Linked DNA regions of Macaca mulatta: region 2 is linked to region 1. The links are chromatin contacts, called in public Hi-C maps. All regions are on one chromosome and are shown on one strand. Each heading gives the region's core, a stretch centred on a gene start, on an enhancer-like site or on the middle of the called end of the contact. The rest is flanking DNA. Distances are from core to core; before and after follow the strand shown.

Evidence for each region. Hi-C and Micro-C count contacts between places; a contact is called where the count stands out from the background.
Region 2: a Hi-C map of fetal cortex germinal zone shows a contact between it and region 1, with 3 times the contacts expected there. The contact joins two enhancer-like sites. A contact is called at or near these places in 2 of 14 Hi-C or Micro-C datasets (fetal cortex germinal zone and fetal cortical plate).

Annotation. Positions count from the first base shown.
Region 1 is chr4:97,183,830-97,187,381 of T2T-MMU8v2.0, forward strand. All of the region lies in intron 11 of RNGTT (RNA guanylyltransferase and 5'-phosphatase), which reads left to right. Among named protein-coding and RNA genes, the nearest start is that of RNGTT, 170 kb to the left of the region's middle. Within about 2 kb of position 1,997, at least 1 of the 40 cell types and tissues checked has an H3K27ac peak or open chromatin away from gene starts, as enhancers often do. A contact at or near this core is called in fetal cortex germinal zone, where this site is marked.
Region 2 is chr4:97,763,022-97,766,984 of T2T-MMU8v2.0, forward strand. No RefSeq gene overlaps it. Among named protein-coding and RNA genes, the nearest start is that of CNR1, 21 kb to the right of the region's middle. Within about 2 kb of position 1,885, at least 16 of the 40 cell types and tissues checked have an H3K27ac peak or open chromatin away from gene starts, as enhancers often do. A contact at or near this core is called in fetal cortex germinal zone, where this site is marked.

The DNA.
Region 1 (3,552 bases), core at 747-3,246:
GCTGGAACCACTACAGTGGCATCCATTCTTGCCTTCTCTTCATTCCTTTTTTTTTGAAATGGAGTTTCGCTCTTGTTGCCCAGGCTGGAGTGCAGTGACGCGATCTGGGCTCACTGCAACCTCCGCCTCCTGGGTTCAAGCAATTCTCCTGCCTCAGCCTCCTGAGTAGCTGGGACTGCAGGCCCATACCCACTACACTCAGCTAATTTTTGTATTTTTAGGAGAGACGGGGTTTCACCATGTTGGCCAGGATGGTCTCGATCTCTTGACCTTGTGATCCGCCCGCCTTGGCCTCCCAAAGTGCTGGGATTACAGGCATGAGCCACCAAGCCTGGCCCAATCTTTTCTTCTTTCCGTATCCAGAGAGATCTTCCTTCATCTCTAGTGCTTTCTCCTTGTTCTCAGGTTAAAGACCAAAATTGGATTTGGAGCCAGTTTACTTTTTTCTTTATCATGTTTTGCCTTTTGGTTTCCCTGTGTGTTTTGCTGTTGATTCAAAAATAACGTTAATGTTTTTTATTTAAAGGTGGCTTAATTATATTATTCACAAACAGTGATGTAAACAATAATATAAACAGTTAGTCAGTTTGGGATGCTATAACAAAATACCATAAACTGAGTGGCTTACAAACAACAGAATTTTATTTCTCATAGTTCTAGAAGCTGGGAAGTCCAAGATCAAGGTGTTGGCAGATTCAGTGTGTGGTGAAGGCCTGCTTCTTGGCTCATGTTGTGTCCCACACAGCAGAAGGGGCAAGGGAGCTTTCCTGTGTCTCTTTTCTAAGGGTAGGAGTCTCATTCATGAAGGCAGGGTCCTCTTGACTTAATCATCTTCCAAAGGCCCTACCTCCTAATACCATTACATTATGGGGGTTAGGATTTAAACACTGGAGTTTTAGAAGGGACACAAACATCAGTCTGTAGCACAGTGTTTTAAAAAAATTTGAAATGTAACCTATACTTGACAAAAATACTTAAATATTTGAGAAAAATTTTGGTATTTTCTTCAAAAGGAAAAAATTATCTGTTTATTTTCAATATAAATCTATTTTCTTTCTAAGGTTTAAGATTCAAGCTTTCATCAAACAAATGATCATTTTAAAAAAGAATCACTATCAAATTGAATTTTCCATCTCATTATCAGCTTCTATAATAAAATATGTTTTATTAGACTCCTATCTATATGGTTTTCAGTTCTGCGATTACATTTCCATTTTGAATTGCTAATTTTTGGCCATTCATCACGTAAAAATGAATATTTTAACATGATGATTTGGTATTTTAATATGCCGGTATTAGATCTTTTACATGATAGCTATTAGATTGTTTAATTTACAAAGTTGGTAGTAAAATTAAATCTTATTTGTTTACTAGCTTTTATAAGTAGATTTTAGTGCAGATTTATGTAGCATATTAAATTTTTACATGTGGAAATAACATTAATTTTTAACCTTTTGAGAAATCAGCTTTGATTTTACTTTTATCTGGAGAAACTATGTTTCTAGGCAAGAATTGTATGCCATTAATAATCTATCACTATGAAATAAACACAGAATAGTAGATTGTATAATTTAAGTAAGAATAAAAATCTTGAAAGTGTTTTTGTTTTATATTTAGAAAAATGGCTTTTCTTGTTGTACCTACCAACTCTACTATGGTTAGTAAAACATAACTGTTTCTGTTGAGTCTAGAGTTATTTACTTTCAAACGGTAGAGATATAATTGTTTTTTAATGTTTTCCTCACTATTTTGATTTTCCTGTAAGGTGGGTCAGCTTGATTTTATGTATCTGGTATTCATCAGTTTGCATAGAAATTTAGAGTCAGCTTTGATTTTAATATTGCATTCTTTTGAAATATTAATATTTTTATCAAATCTTTACTGCTGCCAGGTATATTGAATATTATGGATAGATTGTAAGATGAAAATTGGAATTAGCCTAATGCCTTGTCTTGAAGTACATGACGAATTAGAATGGTTTTCCTCTGTAGCAAGGATGTTACCATGGTGAGAGCTTCTGTTTCCATGACATTTGCTTGCATATTTTGATAGGTCTTCAATTGAAGAAGGGCTCTGTTTTCTGGCAGGCTGCAAAAGTGTCATTCTATCTTTTCTCAAAATGTGTTATTTTTATTGAAAAATATAATTTTCCAGGGAATTGTAATAGCAAAGTGCCAAGAAAGAAAATGCACCTTATTTTAATTTTTTTTTCCTTGTTCAACTTTTAGAGCACAGCAAAATATTCTTAGCTTGCTTTGTGTAAGGAAGAAAAGGAAAACATCATTTTCAAGTTTTAAAAATAAATATTTAGTTTTTTTTGAATTTTGTTGGCAAAATAAACAGCTACAGATGCATAATTTGTAATCAGTCTCAGCTAGATATAGATATATCTGTACAACTAAAAGGAATTGCTAATGATGATATATTGGTAGCAGAGAAAGGGGAAATATATAAATAAGGACTTCAAAAAATGAAAGAAGTGGTGAATTCCTAGAGGGTAAATATACAGAATACCAAATCAGTTCTTATATAAATGATACATATTAAACACTTAATGAATTAGGGATAGTTCTTTTTATTAATAACTTATGTTTAAAGTTGAAACATTAATGGTAGATTTTAAAATTTGCATTTTACAGTGGTATAATTTTAATTTTTAAACTAGATAATACAATCACTTGGTTCAGAAATTTTAACATGTATTTAAAAAATACACAGAAGAAAGTCTCTCTCTCATACTTCTTCCCTAGTTTATCTATATAGAAGCAAATACAAATGTGTGAATACATTCTTATTTTCATTCTACTTTTTCATAAAGATAGCATATTATTTTACTTTTTGTTTACATATTGTTTGCTTTTCAGAATTTGTCCAGGTATATTTTTAATGTCTATTTTGTTTTTGTTAGTGCTCTGATTTAGGCATCTAGGGAGATATATTGGAATCATAGCAAAAAGATAGGGGTTATTAATTGTTATCTCTTATCCCTTATGCTTATAGCAATTCCACGTTTTAGGAGGAAATATGTAAAAGCACACATTTTGTCTATGTAGGGTACGAAAATTGATTTTCCTTTTGTTGTCAAAGTTCAGTGATAACTTTAGTGGCTCTTTCTACTGATAGACCAATTCATTTTATAAGAGCTATAAACTGAAAGAGTCTCTAAAAAATATGTATTTATACATGCTATTTCTTCTGCCTGAAACTATTTTCTTTTTTATATTACTCCCATTTATCCTTGAACTATCAAGTTAGATGTGCTTCCTTGAGGAAGCCTGGTTGTCTAGCTGAGCTTGACTCTCCCCTGCCCCCACAGTATTCCCATTGGCCTCAATGCACTTAACATGTATGAATTTTTAGTTATTTTAAAAATTACCATTTCTCTTACTAGATTGTAAGTACCATGAAGACAGAGACCATCTCTGTCTCATTCACAGTGATATTTTTAGTGCTTGTAACAGTAGGGTGAATATTAAATACTGTGTTGTACATGTAGGCAATCTAAATGTCTTAGTTCCTTGATTCACTGTACTTTCTCTTGTAGCTACTTAA
Region 2 (3,963 bases), core at 635-3,134, 580 kb after region 1:
TGAAGGGAAAATCTAACAACCACGACCCCTAAAAGAAAAAAGCAACAGATGTTGAAGCCTCCTCCCCCTCCCTGTGAACCTTGCTCTGGAGCTGTCTCTGCCATGAAGGTGGGCTAAAAATACCTGCGAGTAGAGCCTGTCCCAAGCAGCAGGGTTAAGGCTCAGCACTAATCCCACATCTACTATCTATCTCCCAGTCATTCTTCCATCTATCGATGGGTCCATCAGACCTTTATTGATAACCTTTGCTAACCACCTACCTAGTAGGACTTAATCATTTCAGCGATGGACTCTCTCAATGGAGTCAAATGGTCATTTGCTTGACGGAAATACTTCTAAAGCAGTCTAGGGGGATTTTCAAAAATTGCACTAGTGCTCTGCGGGAAGCCTTTGTACGATTTGGCCTGACGTTTCCAAAACGGGTTTACAGCTTTCCCTCCTCCAGGACCCTGAACTCAACAATCTTCCTTCTTTCCCTGGGATGAGAGGTTCGCTTTCCCGGATTCTCACCACGTAGTTCAAATATGGGGTCCAGATATATTACGGTTGCTGTTGGGGTCTGATCAGGGGCGGGAAGACCGTGGAGGTCGGTAAAACAGAGCGGTGCGGGATGATGTCTGGGAACACCCGCAAGGCGTCATAAAATGAACGCCAAGGCGGCCACAAGAGGAGGGCCGGGAACCGAACCCAGTGCCCAGCGCGGGGCCCTTGTGGCCGACGTGACGTGGCTCCGTCAAGTGGAAACCGTGCGATCCTCTCCCGACCCAACTCACGAGAGATAAAGATGTCTAAATAACCACGACCGCCGCCGCACACCCTGCCTGGCCCCAGGGACAGGGGGGAGGGGAGCGCCTCCTCGGCAGAAGCGGCGGCCCGGGCTTGTTTGGAGGTTCGCAATTCACCATGATAAATGTAAAGACCAATTAAGGTTTGATCCGTGCACACGGGAGGCAGACGGCGGCTGATAGTGGAACCAATTAACGAGCATGTCCCCTAATTCCTGCCGCGGTCGCCGAGCACACCGCGGCTCCCCAAGCGCCTGCCGCGGCTGCCCCCGAGTCCCAGAGCCCCCAGCCCGGCCCTGGAGTGGGGTGTCCTCCTCCAGCGAAAAGGTGCGAGGAGCGGGGCCCCGGGTGGCCGGGGAGGGGGCGCGCCGGGCCGGGAGGCGCGGAGCCAGCCGCCTACGGAGCCCAACTGTTTGCATCGGGGACCGGCGGGCGGGGCGCGCCCGAGTGGTCGCGCCGGGCAGGGGCGGTGGGCTCTGGAGAAGGCGCCCAGAGTGAAGCTGGGCGGCGCCCCGAGGGCAGAGGACAGGTGGCCGCGCGGCCGCAGCCAGGTAGCGAACGGCTCGGGGGCTGCGCAGCGCGGTCCCAAAGCTCAGCCCGGCCCCGGCTCGCTGCCACGGCCTTGGGCGGAGGGAGGGGGCGCGAGACCGCACCCCCAGGCCCGGCGCGCCTCGGCCTCTGGGCTCCCGCTCCCCTTCCCCTTCCGGCTCAGCCCGTTGCCCCAGACGTGACCCCCGCGCAAGATGTTGGCGCTGCGCGTTGTCCGGGCGCGCGTGATTAATGGCCCCCAGGTCGTGGGCGGCGCAGGCACGAGCCCCTACATGGCCTGGCCAGGGTGTGAGGGTATCCCGGAGCACAGCGGGGTCATGGCAGCGGGGCCTCCGGGAGCGCGGCGGCGGCGGCGGAGGAGGAGGAGGAAGAGGAGAAGTAGGTGACGCGGGCCGGAGAGGCTTGTCCCCTCTGGCCCCAGGGCTGGCGTCGCGGCGGGTCCCCCGTGCCAAGCAAAGTTTGGAGCCGCGGGCGCCGCGCGCAGGTCCCTCCCCGCGCAGTTCTCTCGGCGGGGTCTGTGCCGCCGCCGCCGCCGCTGCCAGGGCAGGACAAAGGCTCATTAACACGTGATGGGACCGCGCTTCATAAATGGGACTGGAGCGAGAGGGAGCCAGAGACAGCGCGAGCGGAGGGAGAGGCAGGGACCGCGCAAGCGGGACGAAGCGACGGGCGCCCGGGCTGGTGGAGACGGGCGGCCCCACGCCGGGCCAGGCGGGGCTCCCGGGAGGACCCGGTGAAGAGCTGGGGAAGGGGCGAGGCTCGCCGGCGGTGGGAGCAGCGGGGCGCCAGTCCCGGTCGCTGTCGCGGGCGGGCGCTGGAGACTGGGACGCCGGCGCGCCGACCGACTGACTTGCTGACCGCCCGCCGGAGGCACACCCCGCTCCACCCCACCCCGCCTCGCCAGCAGCCCGGCGCCGGCGCCGCCTCCCGCACGCTACTCCCTCTGCCATCCCTTGCTTCTCCACTTCTTTTCCGCCTCCGCCTCTTCTTGCCTCCCGCGGCGCCAGCGCCTTCCCTTGGCCCGGGCGGGGGCCTCGGCTCCCTGCAGAGCTCTCCGTAGTCAGTGGGGGACATTTCGTTCTAGCGGACAACCAGTCCCTGAGCTGGGCCAGAGGTGCCAAGGGAGCTTCTGTCCCAAGGACCAGGGGATGCGAAGGGTAAGACCTGGCAGAGTTGCGTTTGGAAATACTTTTTCCGCCTCCCGCCCCCTCGGGTATGACCAGTGTGGTCCCCAAGTGTCCTTCGTGGAGTTCTTATTCCGTGTGAGCGAATTGTGCGTCGGTGTTTACTTAGCTGTATGGCCCCAGCCTGTTAACTGTGATCTGTGCTACTTCTGGAGATTTCTACCGTTTACTATTTATTGAATGTGTGTGCACCTGGCTCTCTATGCACTGATGTCTGTTTGTAGAAAATGTGTAATTGTGCATGTTTGAAAAACGGGCGCTTGAGTTGTGCTGAATGCCTATAAACCATATTATCTACTAAGTCTTTCCAGGGAAATACATCGATCTCTGCTGCAAACCTAGAAACTGACTAATGTAAAATAGTAAATGTCATATAAAGAGATGTATGTCAAATAATAAACTTTTGATAAAGAAAAAGCTACAGGAACCACTGCTCTGAGGAAAAACAAATGTCCATGTAACTAATACCTAAAATTGAGTGTTGATGGAGCCATTTAACTCAGAACTAGCCGTTAGATGACTAAAGTTAATGTTGCATTTTTAAAAGACATTTCTTGTTAAGGCTTACAAATCATAAACGGATCACCTCTCAAATACAAATATGTTTGCTGTAATAGACGTGAGAAACTGTCATTTGGTCATCTGAAAGTTTAAAAGCAACATGCATGTTTCTAATTTTAATAGATTGTCTCTCAGAGATTTAAAATTGAACAGATGAGAAAAACAAAAAAAAAATGTTTAGTAACGTGTTAATCATTTTGCCTCCCATCTTTTTTTATCTTCCTCCAAATAAGTGCTGTTCTTGCTTTTGTTGTTGATTTCTTGATATATTAAGCCTCCTCGGGCATGTAATCCAATAAGAGATTAGAACAGATTTACTGGTTTTAAAGGTGTTGAAATATATCTCTATGGGGCCCATAACTTCTCCTCATTTTTATTACCAAGTTAATATCTTTCGAACAAAGGGGGAAATGCAATTTCTTAGAGGAAACTCAGTGGACACTGAGTATTAGTGGGGTCACCATTGACATCAATCTATTTTGCAGAATATTGAGAAGCTCAGAGCAACCAACCTTTAAGGTTCCCGTAGGACTTTATCTGATTTAAAGTGTTGCTTTTCTAATCCTACCCTACTGACAGTTTGCAAGGGAAGATACACTGATTGATTTTTCTCTGTCCCTTTTTTCCCTGGTTCTCCTCCCCCTCCCCCGCTCTCTAACTCAGTTAAGAGCAATTTTATAAAAATAAAAGGCCATGTAGAGTTTCTTAAGTGAGACAAATTATTTTCTGATTCCATCCATACATGAGCAGAAGACATGCCCCTCCAGAATTTTAAACATTGCATACTACAGGCACTTATTTGTAAGCACAATGACAGTTACCATAGTGGGGCAATAGGCTTGATGTTGGACATGGTCTTATAAAACTAATCCATTTTAGCTTAT